2 separate regions of the Mus musculus genome follow, and region 2 is linked to region 1. A link is a contact called in public promoter capture Hi-C data. All regions are on one chromosome and are shown on one strand. The core of a region is the stretch at or near the end of the contact, and the rest is flanking DNA. Distances in the headings are between cores, read along the strand shown. Region 1 holds the start of Cd209a (CD209a antigen). Region 2 holds the start of Cers4 (ceramide synthase 4).

Evidence for each region. Promoter capture Hi-C pulls out the DNA fragments that hold promoters and counts their contacts.
Region 2: a promoter capture Hi-C map of hematopoietic stem and progenitor cells shows a contact between it and region 1. The contact joins the promoter of Cers4 here to the promoter of Cd209a in region 1. A contact is called at or near these places in 3 of 39 promoter capture datasets (the HPC-7 cell line, cranial neural crest and hematopoietic stem and progenitor cells) and 1 of 9 other capture datasets (embryonic stem cells).

Annotation. Positions count from the first base shown.
Region 1 is chr8:3,747,055-3,753,259 of GRCm38.p6, reverse strand. Cd209a (CD209a antigen) reads left to right here and starts at 4,276. Exons shown (of 7, transcript NM_133238.5): 1 at 4,276-4,399; 2 at 4,501-4,587; 3 at 4,847-4,936; 4 at 5,549-5,629. The coding sequence starts at 4,354.
Region 2 is chr8:4,492,052-4,498,118 of GRCm38.p6, reverse strand. It overlaps Cers4 (ceramide synthase 4), which reads right to left and starts at 4,714. Exons shown (of 11, transcript NM_026058.4): 1 at 4,529-4,714.

The DNA.
Region 1 (6,205 bases), core at 3,027-5,526:
TACTTGGATGAATCCAAACCAAAAGTGAAAATGAGCAAAGACAAAAAAAGACAGAAAAGATGACCACTGCACACTTACTCTCAAACTGAGACCAAAAGTGAGAGTACAAAGATCACTGGGACAAACAGACAGAAAAGACAGAAGTGAGGTCTGTGCACTCACCTTCTTGGAACCCACAACATAAAACACTAAAAGCCCAACTGATCAAAGAAGCAACTGAAGGGGGCACGACAGTAGCACCATGAGAATAAGAGCAGATTAGGTCAAACCACGAGCACAGTCCTTGTAGCAACAGGCAAAAACAAGCCCCCAGAAAAGGAGGTTCAGCAAGCAGCCAGAAAAATGAGGACAATGAAGTAGTCCATTGACCATGTTGGGCTCCAGATGTTGCCTGTGCCCTGAATTACTCATCACCCGACACTAACTGCCCTTGGGGGTTGGAGGTGAAGTAGTTCGAAGTCAAAGACATAGACTATGGGAACAGGTGAGAAACACCACAGCAAGCTCATCTAAACATTGCTCCAATCTCCTTTAATACCCTCCAACCATACCCCATTGGTTCCAAGAAAGCATCTCTACTCAACAGCAGTTCCCAAGTGGCTGGCATTGGCTGTGTCTCTCAAGCAATCCTCAATTAGGTCCTCCTGCAGGAGATGCTTTTGCATCTCCAAGAGCTCCCTGTGTTTACATAGAGGTGGTCTGTTCCTGCTACACTGGTCCTGAACTTATTTTTGGTTGGGAGACTTTTAGTGACTGTTTCTATTTCTTTAGGGGTGGTGGGACTGTTTATATAGTTCATCTGACCCTGATTTAACTTTGGTACATTGTATCTGTCTAGAAAAACCATCCATTTCATCTAGATTTTCCACATTTGTTGAGTACAGGCTTTTGTAGTAAGACCTGATAATTTTTTTTAATTTTCTCAGTTTCTGTTGTTTCCCTTTTCATGTCTGAATCTGTTAATCTGTTTCTGTGCCTTTTAGTTAATTTGGCTAAGGGTTTGTCTATCTTGTTAATATTCTCAAAGAATCAACTCTTGATTTTATTGATTCTTTGTTTCATTCTCTTTGTTTCTAATTGGTTGAGTTCAGCCCTAAATATGACTATTTCCTGCCATCTATTCCTCTTCAGAGTGTTTGCATTCCTTTGTTCCAGAGTATTCAGTTATGCTGTTAAGTTGCTAGTATAGGATCTCTGCAATTTCTTTATGAAGGCACTTAGTATTATGAATTTTACTCTTAACACTGCCTTCATTGTGTCCCAGAAGTTTGGGTATGCTGTGACTTCATTTCTGTTAAATTCTATAAAGTTTTTAATTTCTTTCTTTATTTCTTCCCTGACCAAGTTATCGTTAAGTAGAGAGTAGTTCAATTTCAATGGGTATGTGAGCTCTGTTGTTTTGTTGTTATTGAAAACCAGCCTTAGTCTGTAGTGATCTGATAGGATGCATGGGATTATTTCAATTCTCTTGTATTGGTTGAGGCTTGTTTTGTGTCTGATTATATAGTCAGTTTTGGAGAAGGTACCATAAGATGCTGAGAAGAAGGTATCTTCTTTTGTTTTAGGGTGAAATGTCCTGTACATATCTGTTAAATCCATTTGGTTCATAACTTCTGTTAGTTTCACTGTGTCTCCATTTAGTTTATTTTTTCATGACTTGTCCATCGGTGAGAGTGGAGTGTTGAAGTCTCCCACTGTTATTGTGTGAGATTTAATGTGTGTTTTGAGCTTTAGTAATGTTTCTTTTACAAATGTTGTAGCCCCTTGCACTTGGGGCATATATGTTTAGGATTGAGAGTTTGTCTTGACAGATTTTTCCTTTGATGAGTATGAAGTGTTCTTTTGAGAACTTTTGGGTAGAAGTCTATCTTATTGGATATTAGAATGGCTACTCTCCAGCTTGTTTTTTTTTTTTTTTTGGGGGGGGGGGAACCATTTTCTTGGAAATTTTTTCCAACCTTTTACTCTGAGGTAGTGTTTGTCTTTGTCACTGAGGTGTGTTTCTTATATGCAGCAAAATGTTGGGTCCTGTTTACATACCCAGTCTGTTAGCTTTGTCTTTTTATTGAGGAATTGAGTCCATTGATGTTGAGAAGAATTAAAAACCAATAATTGTTGCTTCGTGTTATTTTTGTTGTTACAGGTGGTATTATGTTTGTGTGGTTCTCTTCTTCTGGGTTTGTTGTAAGATGATTAATTTCTTGGTTTTTCTTGTGTGTAGTTTCCCTCCTTGTGTTGGTGCTTTCCTTCTAGTATCCTCTGTGGGGCTGGATTAGTGGAGAGATATTGTTTTAATTTGGTTTTGTCATAGACTATCTTGGTTTCTCCATCTTTGGTGATTGAGAGTTTTGCTAGTTATAGTAGCCTGGGCTGGTATTTGTGTTCTCTTAGGATCTGTATGACATCTGTCCAAGATCTGACTTTTAGAGTCTCTGTTGCAAAGTCTGATGTAATTCTGATTGGTCTGCCTTTATGTGTTCCTTGGCCTTTTTCCATTACTGCTTGTAATATGCTTTCTTTGTCCTGTGCATTTGGTATTTTGATTATGTGACAGGAGGATTTTCTTTTCTGGTCCAATCTATTAGGTGTTCTGTAGGCCTCTTGTACACTTATGGCCATCTCTTTCTTCAGGTTAGGGAAGTTTTCTACTATGATTTTGTTGAAGATGTTTTCTGGTCCTTTGAACTGGGAATCTGCACTCTCTTATATTCATTCCTATTATTCTTAGGTTTGATCTTTTCATTGTATCCTGAATCTCCTGGATGTTTTGGGTTAGAAGCTTTCTGCACTTTGTATTTTCTTTGACTTTTGTGTCAATATTTTCCATGATATCTTCTACACCTGAGAGTCTCTCTTCTATCCCTGTATTCTGTTGGCGATGCTTATATCTGATAACTCCTGATCTCTTTTCTAGGTTTTCCATCTCCAGGGTTACCTACCTTTGTAATTTCTTTATTGTTTTTATTTCCATTTTTAGATCCAGGGTGGTTTTGTTCAATTTCGTCACCTGTTTGATTGTGTTTTCCAGTATTTCTTTAAGGAATTTATTTGTTTTCTCTTTAAGGGTCTACCTGATTACCTGTGTTCACCTGTATTTTTTTAAGGGAGTTCTTTATATCTTCCTTAAAGAGCTCCATCATCTTCATGAGATGGGATTTTTAGGTCTAAATCTTGCTTTTCAGATTTATTAAGATATCCAGGGCTTGCTGTGGTGGGAGAACAGGGTTCTGATGGTGCCAAGTGGCATTGGTTTCTGTTGCCTATATTCTTGCACTTGCCTCTCATCATCTGGTTATCTCTAATGTTAACTAGCCTTGCTGTCTCTGACAGGGACTGGAGCTTGTCCCTCCTTGTAGGAAGGTAGAGCTCTGGGAGCTGCGTTAGAGCAGACCTTCTGGGAGGCAAACATTGCTGTCTCTGGTTAGGGGGACCTCCTGTGTCCCTAGTTAGGCAGGCTTCCTGTGACCCTGGTTATGCTAGACCTCCTGAGAGTCAGGCTGTCTCTGGGTGTGGACAGGTGAGCTGGAGCACCAAGTCTGCCCTCTTTGTGGACCAGAAGGAAGATGTGTCTCCCATAGGGTGGATATGTCCTGCATCTGCTGGGCCCTTTGGGGGTTCCAGTTAGGCCATATATTGGGGTGGGGGGGCCTTACCTATGAGTCTGATTATGACAGATCTCTTGAGAGTCAATCTGTCTCTGGGTGGAGGGTGGGGGGAGGATGAAGCACCTGATCTTCCCCTGGCTGAGTGGTGTACCAGAAGGAAGTGACTTGTGTAATTTAATGAATGCATGGAAATAAAAAAATGGGGGATGGCGATGTGGCTCAGTTAGCCCCAGCTAACTCAGGAGGTGAAGGGATGAGGCAGTTCAAGTCATTCCTGCTACATGTCAAGTTTGAGGCTAGCCTGAGCTACATAAAATCTTGTCTCAAAAACAGAGAAAAAAAGAGAAAGAAATCACTATGAGTGACACCATCAGTAGACCAAGATGAAAAAGGGTGGTGTCTCTGACAAGATATGGTGTTGCTAGCCCACACACCATCATAACTGAAAAAGACCCAAAAGTCACTTGATTTTACAAGTTACTGGCTTTTATAGAAGACATTCCAGAGCTGACCATACTGGAAGTGAACCATCTATTTCTGCTGAGAAGTACAGGCCCTCTCACTCCTCTCTGAAATTTCTGGAAAATGTATCTCCTGCCTGGTGTGTCAGATGCTCAGCCCCCTCCCTCTCACTCTTCCGGTGTCATTACTCACTTCTCAATTTCTCTTCCTAAGTAAGATTCAAGGAGGTGGCAAATAAAAGCTGTAGTCTCTGTCAGATTCTGGCACTGAGAAGTGGCTGTGAAACATGAGTGATTCTAAGGAAATGGGGAAGAGGCAGCTTCGCCCTCTGGGTGAGACTGAGCTGGTGCTCTGGGAGCTTGGGGAAGGGGCACAAATAGGTCAGTGTTTGTCTCCGACTACCCTATATATGACTGACGCTCTATTCACTTAGATGAGGAACTGCTGACATCCAGCCACACCAGGCACTCCATCAAAGGCTTTGGCTTCCAAACAAATTCTGGATTCAGTAGCTTCACAGGTAAAACAGAATGAGGGACTATGGAGTGGTCAGCTCCAGACATAAACTTAGTTTCTGTGGGGGGGGGGGGGTAGAGTTTGGGACTCAGGCCACTGATGTTCAGAGAATTGGAAGCTCAGATCCTGAATCTGGAACCTGGGAACTGTAGAAGCTATGATATGAAATTCTGTACCTTGGGAGTGAGAGATGGATTGCCTGACTGGGGCCACAATAAATCAGGAATGCTGAGGTGCTAAATTTTAACCCTTCTCTCCCACAGGGTGCCTGGTCCACAGTCAAGTCCCCTTGGCACTGCAGGTGCTCTTCCTAGCTGTTTGTTCTGTGCTGCTGGTTGTCATCCTTGTCAAAGGTCAGGCAGGATTGGTGTTTGGGGCTCCTAAGTCTGGCTCTTCAAACGAGGGATCCAGAAGGGAGGAGCAACTGACTGGGACTGTGTCTTCATGGTCCTTTGAATAGAGGAGTTCTGCACAGAGACACTGGCTGCACTTGCCTTAGACATCCAATTTTCTTTGGTTATTAGATATCTTCCTCATCAAATAGGACTAAGTAAGACCTTGGGTTTTGAAAATGATGCTAGACTGGAGACATTGTTCAAGTGGTAGAATGCTTACCTCACAAGCTCAAAAAGCTGTGCTCCATCCCAAGCACTGCATAAAACTGGGTGTAATGGTACATCCCTATAATCCCAGCACTCAGGAAGCAGAGGAAGGAGAGGTTCATAGAGGCAGCTACATCAAAATTTTGATGTAGTCTGAACTATATGAGACTATCTAAGAGAGACGGGGGGGGCAGAAGGAGAGAAAGAGAGAAAGAGAAAAAGAGGAAGGAATGAGGAGGGGAGAGAAGAAGGAGGTAGAAAAGGGGGAGAGGACAAAGGATATCTTGGTCCTGGGGGCCCAGTATAGACCAAAAAACACAGTAAGCATTTAATAACTGCAGTGACTATATTTTCTTGGCCCAGTCTACAAAATACCCAGTTCTCAGGAAGAAAACAATCAGATGAATGTCTACCAAGAACTGACCCAGTTGAAGGCTGGCGTAGGTGAGTGACTGGAAGTGAAGGCGCTCACACCCTGAAAAGGTTTACATAGATCACCTTGCTTAAATAACTCCTCTTCACTAAGCCTCACGTCCCTAACCTGTGGGATGGACATGCAGGGTAATGATGAGGCAGGCATCTCACTAGTGTTTGACTAGAGTCCATGCACACAATAAGCAGTCAGTATTCATAGGGATTATGTACAAAATAAGCACTCAATAGTCACAGGAGACTGAACAGAATAGGCACTCAATGTTCACAAGAGTATGTTCAAAGTAAGCTCTCAATGTTCACAGGGGTATGCACATGTTAGACACTCAGTGTTCACAGAGATTGTGTACACATTAGGTGCTGGGTGTTCACAGGAGTATGCACATGGTAGGTACTCAGTTAAACCAGCCTCCTGGCCTCTATTCTGAGCTCTAAGACCAAACTTTTTCCAGTCTTGAAAGGATCAGGCTAGGACTCCTGGGTTCTTCTGGGTATAGAAGGAACTCAAGACATGGAGTAAGGGATGTGCTGTGTCAAGGGAGGGGCTTATTCTGGAGGGCTTGAAGGTTGAAGATGGGTCCATCCTAA
Region 2 (6,067 bases), core at 3,465-5,964, 740 kb before region 1:
CCAGTAAGGGCATTCAGAGACAGTTTCTTATTTATATTTTAATTTAAGTATTTATTTTGTACTCCTGGGATGTTAATCAGGGCTTTGCACATGCTAAGCAAGAGTTCCACCTTGATCTAGGTCTCTAGACATGACCTTTCTTTTATTTCTTTCAACATTTTACTTACTCATGCATGTGGATGTGTGTATGTGAGTGCCACAGTGTATGTGAAGCTCAGAGAACAACTTAAAGGAGTTAGGTCTCTCCTTCCACCATATGGATTCTGAAGATCAACCTCGGGTTATTAGACTTGGCAGCAAGGGTCTTTATCCAGTGAGCCATATTGCTGACCAGACTTCCTCTTTACTAAACCCACAGCACCCTTGGTCCTTGCCTCCCACCTATGTTCTGCCCTGTCTCCCAGTTAGCTCCCATTTTGTTACTCCAAAGCCTGCCCTGTGTCACTCCTCTACCAGCTTGGGGTCCAAAGACATGACAAAGGGCAGATACCAGAAACAGATTGCTGGCTTCAATGTAACAATGTTCGTCTCATGTCAGCCACACACATTAGTGTCTTCTCCAACCACAGCTCCATCCCACCTAGTCTATCCAAGATTCATTGAATTCTCACCCATCCAAACCTCTCTAGAACAGTCACCTCTATTCTGGTCTCCTGGCTCCTGCCACCACAAGCACCATACACACCCACTGTTTTGTTCTCTAGGATTAAAATAACATATAAATTCCTTGTTGAGGCCTAGCCATCCTGCTCTCCCCTAGACTTCAAGGTTGTTTTGTAGGGTGAGGGGTGGTTAGTTAGTTGATAGGTGTTGGGGTGGGGCTGGCAGAAAACACAAGAACATGACTGTGTTGCATGAAGAGGCCAAAAGAGGGCATTAAATTCCCTGGAGCTAGAGTTTCACCAAGTCGTTGTAAGCCACATAATTGGGGGTGCTGGGATCTGAACTCAGGTCCTCTGCAAGCAAGAACCAATGAGCAATCTCTCCAGCCCCCATAGATCTCAATGTTCTTTCAAATCTCTACTAATTACTCCTCCAAGTGCCCAGCAATGTGCTTGGAGCCTTGTATCTGCTTATCCTTTTTGGTTTGGAATACTGTTTCTCTGCCCAATCCATCCTTAGTTGAATCACCATAGCAGAATTTTAACAGAGCCATTCTATCTGGCATGAATTCCAGAGGGCACCTAACCTTTTCTCAGTGGCTGTTAGCTAAGACCTTCTGAGGCTGTGCTCAGAGTGTTTGCATAACTTAGTCCCAGGACATACCAGGGCGAGGTATGGCTTAGAATTGCTTAGGCGATGGTTCTTTCAAGATGAACCCTAGATCAGATACAAGGTTTTGATAAACAAAAATTAACTTGCTAAAAGCGCCTTTTGTGTCACAATAAAAAGCACTTCTAGAAAAACATGCATAGGGATGGCCTAAGCCGTCTGCACATAAGTAACAGTTGTGCGCCTGGGTCTTCATGTGGGACTCCCAACAACAGGGGTAGGGCTGTCTCAGAGTTTGTTGCCTGCCTTTAGATCCTTTTCCCCTAACTGGGCTGCCTCATTTAGCCTCACGAGAAGATGCACCTAGTCTTACTGCAACTTGCTAAGCCAAGGCTAGCTGATATCTATGGGAGGTCTCCCCTTTTCTGAAGAGAAAGGGAGGGGGGATTGGTGGGGAGGAGGACTGACAGGAAAGGAGGGAGGGGAAACTGCAGTCTGGATGTAAAGTAAATAATTTTTTTAAAGCGCTTCTAGGAAGCTGCCAGCATTCAGTCCTCGAGAGGCTGATCCCCCTGTTGCTTGAGAAAGCATGAATTCATCCCACAGTGTTTCTCTTTCTTCCGTCCAATCATCCCATGTAACCCAGAACACAGACAGCTGTCACTCAGCCAGGATGCAGCCTTCCCTGACACTCTCTGGGCCAAGCCGTGTTACTGCACTCAGTTCTACCCTGAGGCATGAACTCTGCAATAGCCCGGTGTTAACAGACTAGTTTCATCAGGCACTGATTACTAGCCAGGCATTGTCCTAGGTTCTTTTAACTATATGAGGAGTTTAACTGCTATTGGTCCCATTTTACAACTGGGGAAAATGAGGTAAACCCACTAGCCGGAGGGCTGCACCGCTCTGCAAGCCCAGACTGGAGAGGAAAGCAACCTGGGGCACCCAGATCAGAGGGGAGCACTCCCCACTGCAATGCTTTCTTGTGTCATCTCAGGGTGGGAGTAGGGGCCTTTACCCACTCTCTTTGTCCTCTTTAGTAAGCCCAGAGGCTCCTTTTGCTAAATGTTCATTCACTCCCTCCCAGGCACTGTACCAACTAAATGCCCCCACCCCCACCCCTCTACTGGCCAACAGCCTAGGATTTGGAAGAGGATAGTGTTCTCCTCAGAGTAGGCATGGAAGCTAACCACAGGTTCTCAGGAATGTAAAGGGCACAGGTTTTCAAGTACTATCAACAGCTGTGGACCCAGTAAGGAGAAAGATACTTCAGACCCATTTTCCAGATGGGCAAACAAAAGCTCAGAACCCTTTCCTGCAGCCAGGAGTTCCCAGCTTTTATCTATTGCCTCTTCTCGCCTTGACTCCTGGAAACAACCCCCTTTAGGAGTGAGTAAAGTGAGAAGGTAAAGAAGATTCCCCAATACTCCGGCAACCTGGCTGGCCTTCAGAGAAGGTTCAAGGCAGGCCGAGTGATGCTATTGGAACTCCACTCAAACTGACTCTACGGCTGGGAAAAGGCAAGCTGTAAAGGATGTGGGGCTTCCAGGGCAAGTTCATAGTCTGAGATTCCTTTCTTGGGGATCTCCATCCAACCAACAGGTCCAGGTCACCCCACTGGAGACCACACTGGTGCCTGGGACCTTGGCTGAGCCCAAACTGCTCTCTTAGGAAGCCCTGTCTCCTAAATCCCCGTATCACTCATAGATTTTGCAAGCTCAAGGCGTAACTGGCTTACAGAATGAATTCAAAGACGGCTTAAACAAGTTAGTGAGCCCGGGCGTGGTGGCGCACGCCTTTAATCCCAGCACTGGGGAGGCAGAGACAGGTGGACTTCTGAGTTCAAGGCCAGCCTGGTCTACAGAGTGAGTTCCAGGACAGCCAGGGCTATACAGAGAAACCCTGTCTCGGCAAAAAAAAAAAAAAAAAAAGAAAAGAAAAGAAAAGAAAAGAAAAAGTTAGTGAGGTGGTCTCAAAATAAAACCTAAGGACTAAGCTGGTGCTAGCTCAGTCAGTACAGCGCTTGCTATGCAAGTATGACAACCTCCAGGTTCAGTTAAGAGACCTGTCTCAGGAACTAATATGGAGAGTGAGAGAGGAAGGCATAAGAAGTCAATCTCTGGCCTCCACACACACATAGATGCACACACACATGCATACACACATTGACACCACAAGTTAGTGTACACACACACACACGTACACACACACACACACACACACACACACACACACACACGAAGGAAGGAAGGAAGCAACCAAAGTGCTGCAGCGGCAAAGTGCTTGTCTAGCATGAGGCCCTAGATTCAACCTAGCCCTTCCCCCAAATAAAATAAGGCCCCTTCCAAATTCTCAGAAGACCACCTCGGAAAGCTTCACACAGACCTTCCTCACATCTCACTTCCAAACAAGCATGAAACACAATTCTTGGGGGGAAACACAGAATTTCTAACTTACCTCTTATCACTTCACGCACCTTCCATCAGGGGTCCAGCCAGACGTCCAGGTTGCCCTGGTGTCTTTTCAACTTTCCCAGCATAGGGCAGGGTCTTCCTCTCAAGACACAATCAGATGGCTGTTGCTTGCTGCCTTAAACATCCCTTGTACACACAGCCCGGAGGATGGAGCTGTGGGCTCCTCATTGTCTTCCAAGCCCTGGTCAACCACTCCCTACCTCCTTTCTTCCCTGTATACACTCCAGCCTCTTTTCTGGTCTGCAAATACACCAGCCTGGCCATTTCCCTAGGATTTTGTGGCCTGGGCCCAGAAAGCTCTCCATAGCAGGTGCCCTCATGACAGGCTGCCCCTTTCCCTCAGACACCATAGGCTTCCTCACAACACTTCAACCTCCTTCCTCCAGGATTTGGATAGTGCTCTACACACTCCCTTGTTTCCCAGAGGCTGGGTCTACGTGGTTCCCGAATCTCTGTGTCTGCGGCCTTCGGCCTTCGCCTGTCGGGTCGGTAGCACCCAGCAGGCGCTCCGTACAAATTCTCTAGTGACAGACATTCCTGTGGCGCAGTGCCTGTTCACATGTCCGGATTCCCCACGTCACGACAACCCCCATTCTCTCCCGCGCGTTTTCTATTCATGTCCACCACCTGCACCTGCTCCATGGGGGCACCACAGCTCTCAGATCAGAATGCAACCTGATCCCCGACCAGATGGGAAACTCTGAGAAATACCTTGTCGGAGAAATGATGGGAAACTAAATGACTGTTTTGGCTCCGAGCCGGACTGCTCTTAGCCCTGGAGGAGAGGAATGTTTCGAGGGTATCTACTAGGGCGGCGCCCCCAGAGAGGGGTGATTGCTTACCTGGAGGTTCAGAAAGCAAGATGCAGGCCGAGGCGGTGCGGAGATCAGCTAATCCGAAGATGCCTTAGACAAGCCGCAGACCGCTCTGGGCCGAGAAACTCCTCGCTACAGAGCCTCCACCCGCGAGGGAGGAAATAGGACCGGAGGGGGCCTCCGGGAGGAGTTTGATGGGGCCTTGGGCGTGGTCTGAGCAGGGGAAAAGGGCGTGGCTTCAGTGCGGTCGGGCCCAGTGGGCCAAAGAACCGCTTGGTCCAAAACCCTGAGTCCTAAACTGCCCAACCGGCGGCCTGGCCTCGCCCCCACGCCACCAGGCCCCTCCCTAGACCCCCACCTTATAGTCGTTTGTCTCCTCCAGACCCCGCCCTGAGCCCCTAATCCTGCACCTTGGGACCCTCCCTCCAGCCTCGCCCTAGACTATTACCAGCTCCTTCAGTTTCCAGGCCCCGCCCACAGCCCCCTACCCGCCGCCGCCACCAGGACCCGCCCCCAACTCCACTCAACCTCTGGTCTGCTACTCCTCACCCCAATCCCTGCTTTCAGCCTCTTCCTCTAACTGGCAAGGCCTGGTCCCCAGCCCAGTCCAGCCTTATCAGGCCCCGCCCCGACCGGAGGCTGTTGTGGGCACCTGGCCTTTCTCCAGCCATGCTGTAGGTTTCTGCAGAGCATATCTCTGACGTTTTAACCCAGCAGCGTCTACTAGGCACTCTCTCTGGATCTTGTTTTCCAGTTCTAGGTCTCTTCTTTGTGATGCTCTGGCTTGTCTTTCTGCCTGCACTCTGTTTCTCAGATGCACTGCTAGGCTCTGCAAAGGAAGCTTGGATCGTTCTGCAGGCCTCAGCACCCCAGGGCATCAGTACTTGGAGTCGGTCAGACCAACCTAGAGGATTGCTGGGCCTGGGCCCACCAAGAAGCTGTCCACAGGATTGAAAAGGAGAAGGGAGATTACATTAATATGTCGGCTATGGTTTTGTGAGGTGCAAAGATCAGGCAAGATCTGAGAGATTAAGCTGAGATACAAGTCAGAGTGGGTGATAGCTGTTTCCACTGTTTGACCTAGGATAATGCAGGAGGATGTTGGCCTCTCCTTGCCTAGTACAACCAGAGGAAAGACAATTCTAGGGCAAGCAGTTAGAAGAGACTTCTAATAACTTGTCATCTTTGTAAAAGAGAATATAATATAAGGACATCAAGCCTAGCTCAGAAGGTAGACTGCTTGTCTAGTATACAGGTGTCCCTGAGTTTGATAAGCCAAGGGTGATATATAGACCAGATGCCAATGTGAAAGAGGAAAGTCACACAGGGTATTCCCAAGCACTTAGACCATGGGAGCCACTTATCTTGATAGTGACATGGAAATACAAGCCAGAGGTCCACAGAGAAGTGGAGGATTTGAGTGTACAAGGGTCATGGAGAAATGTTCAGTGGAAGTTACAACCAAAGTTGGATGGCTGAAGAAGAGTGGGGTGTCAGCTTTTTACTTGCATGCCTAGGCCTGCTCCACAGTCTGGAAGTAGTTGGGTGTCCTTGGAAGAAGCTACT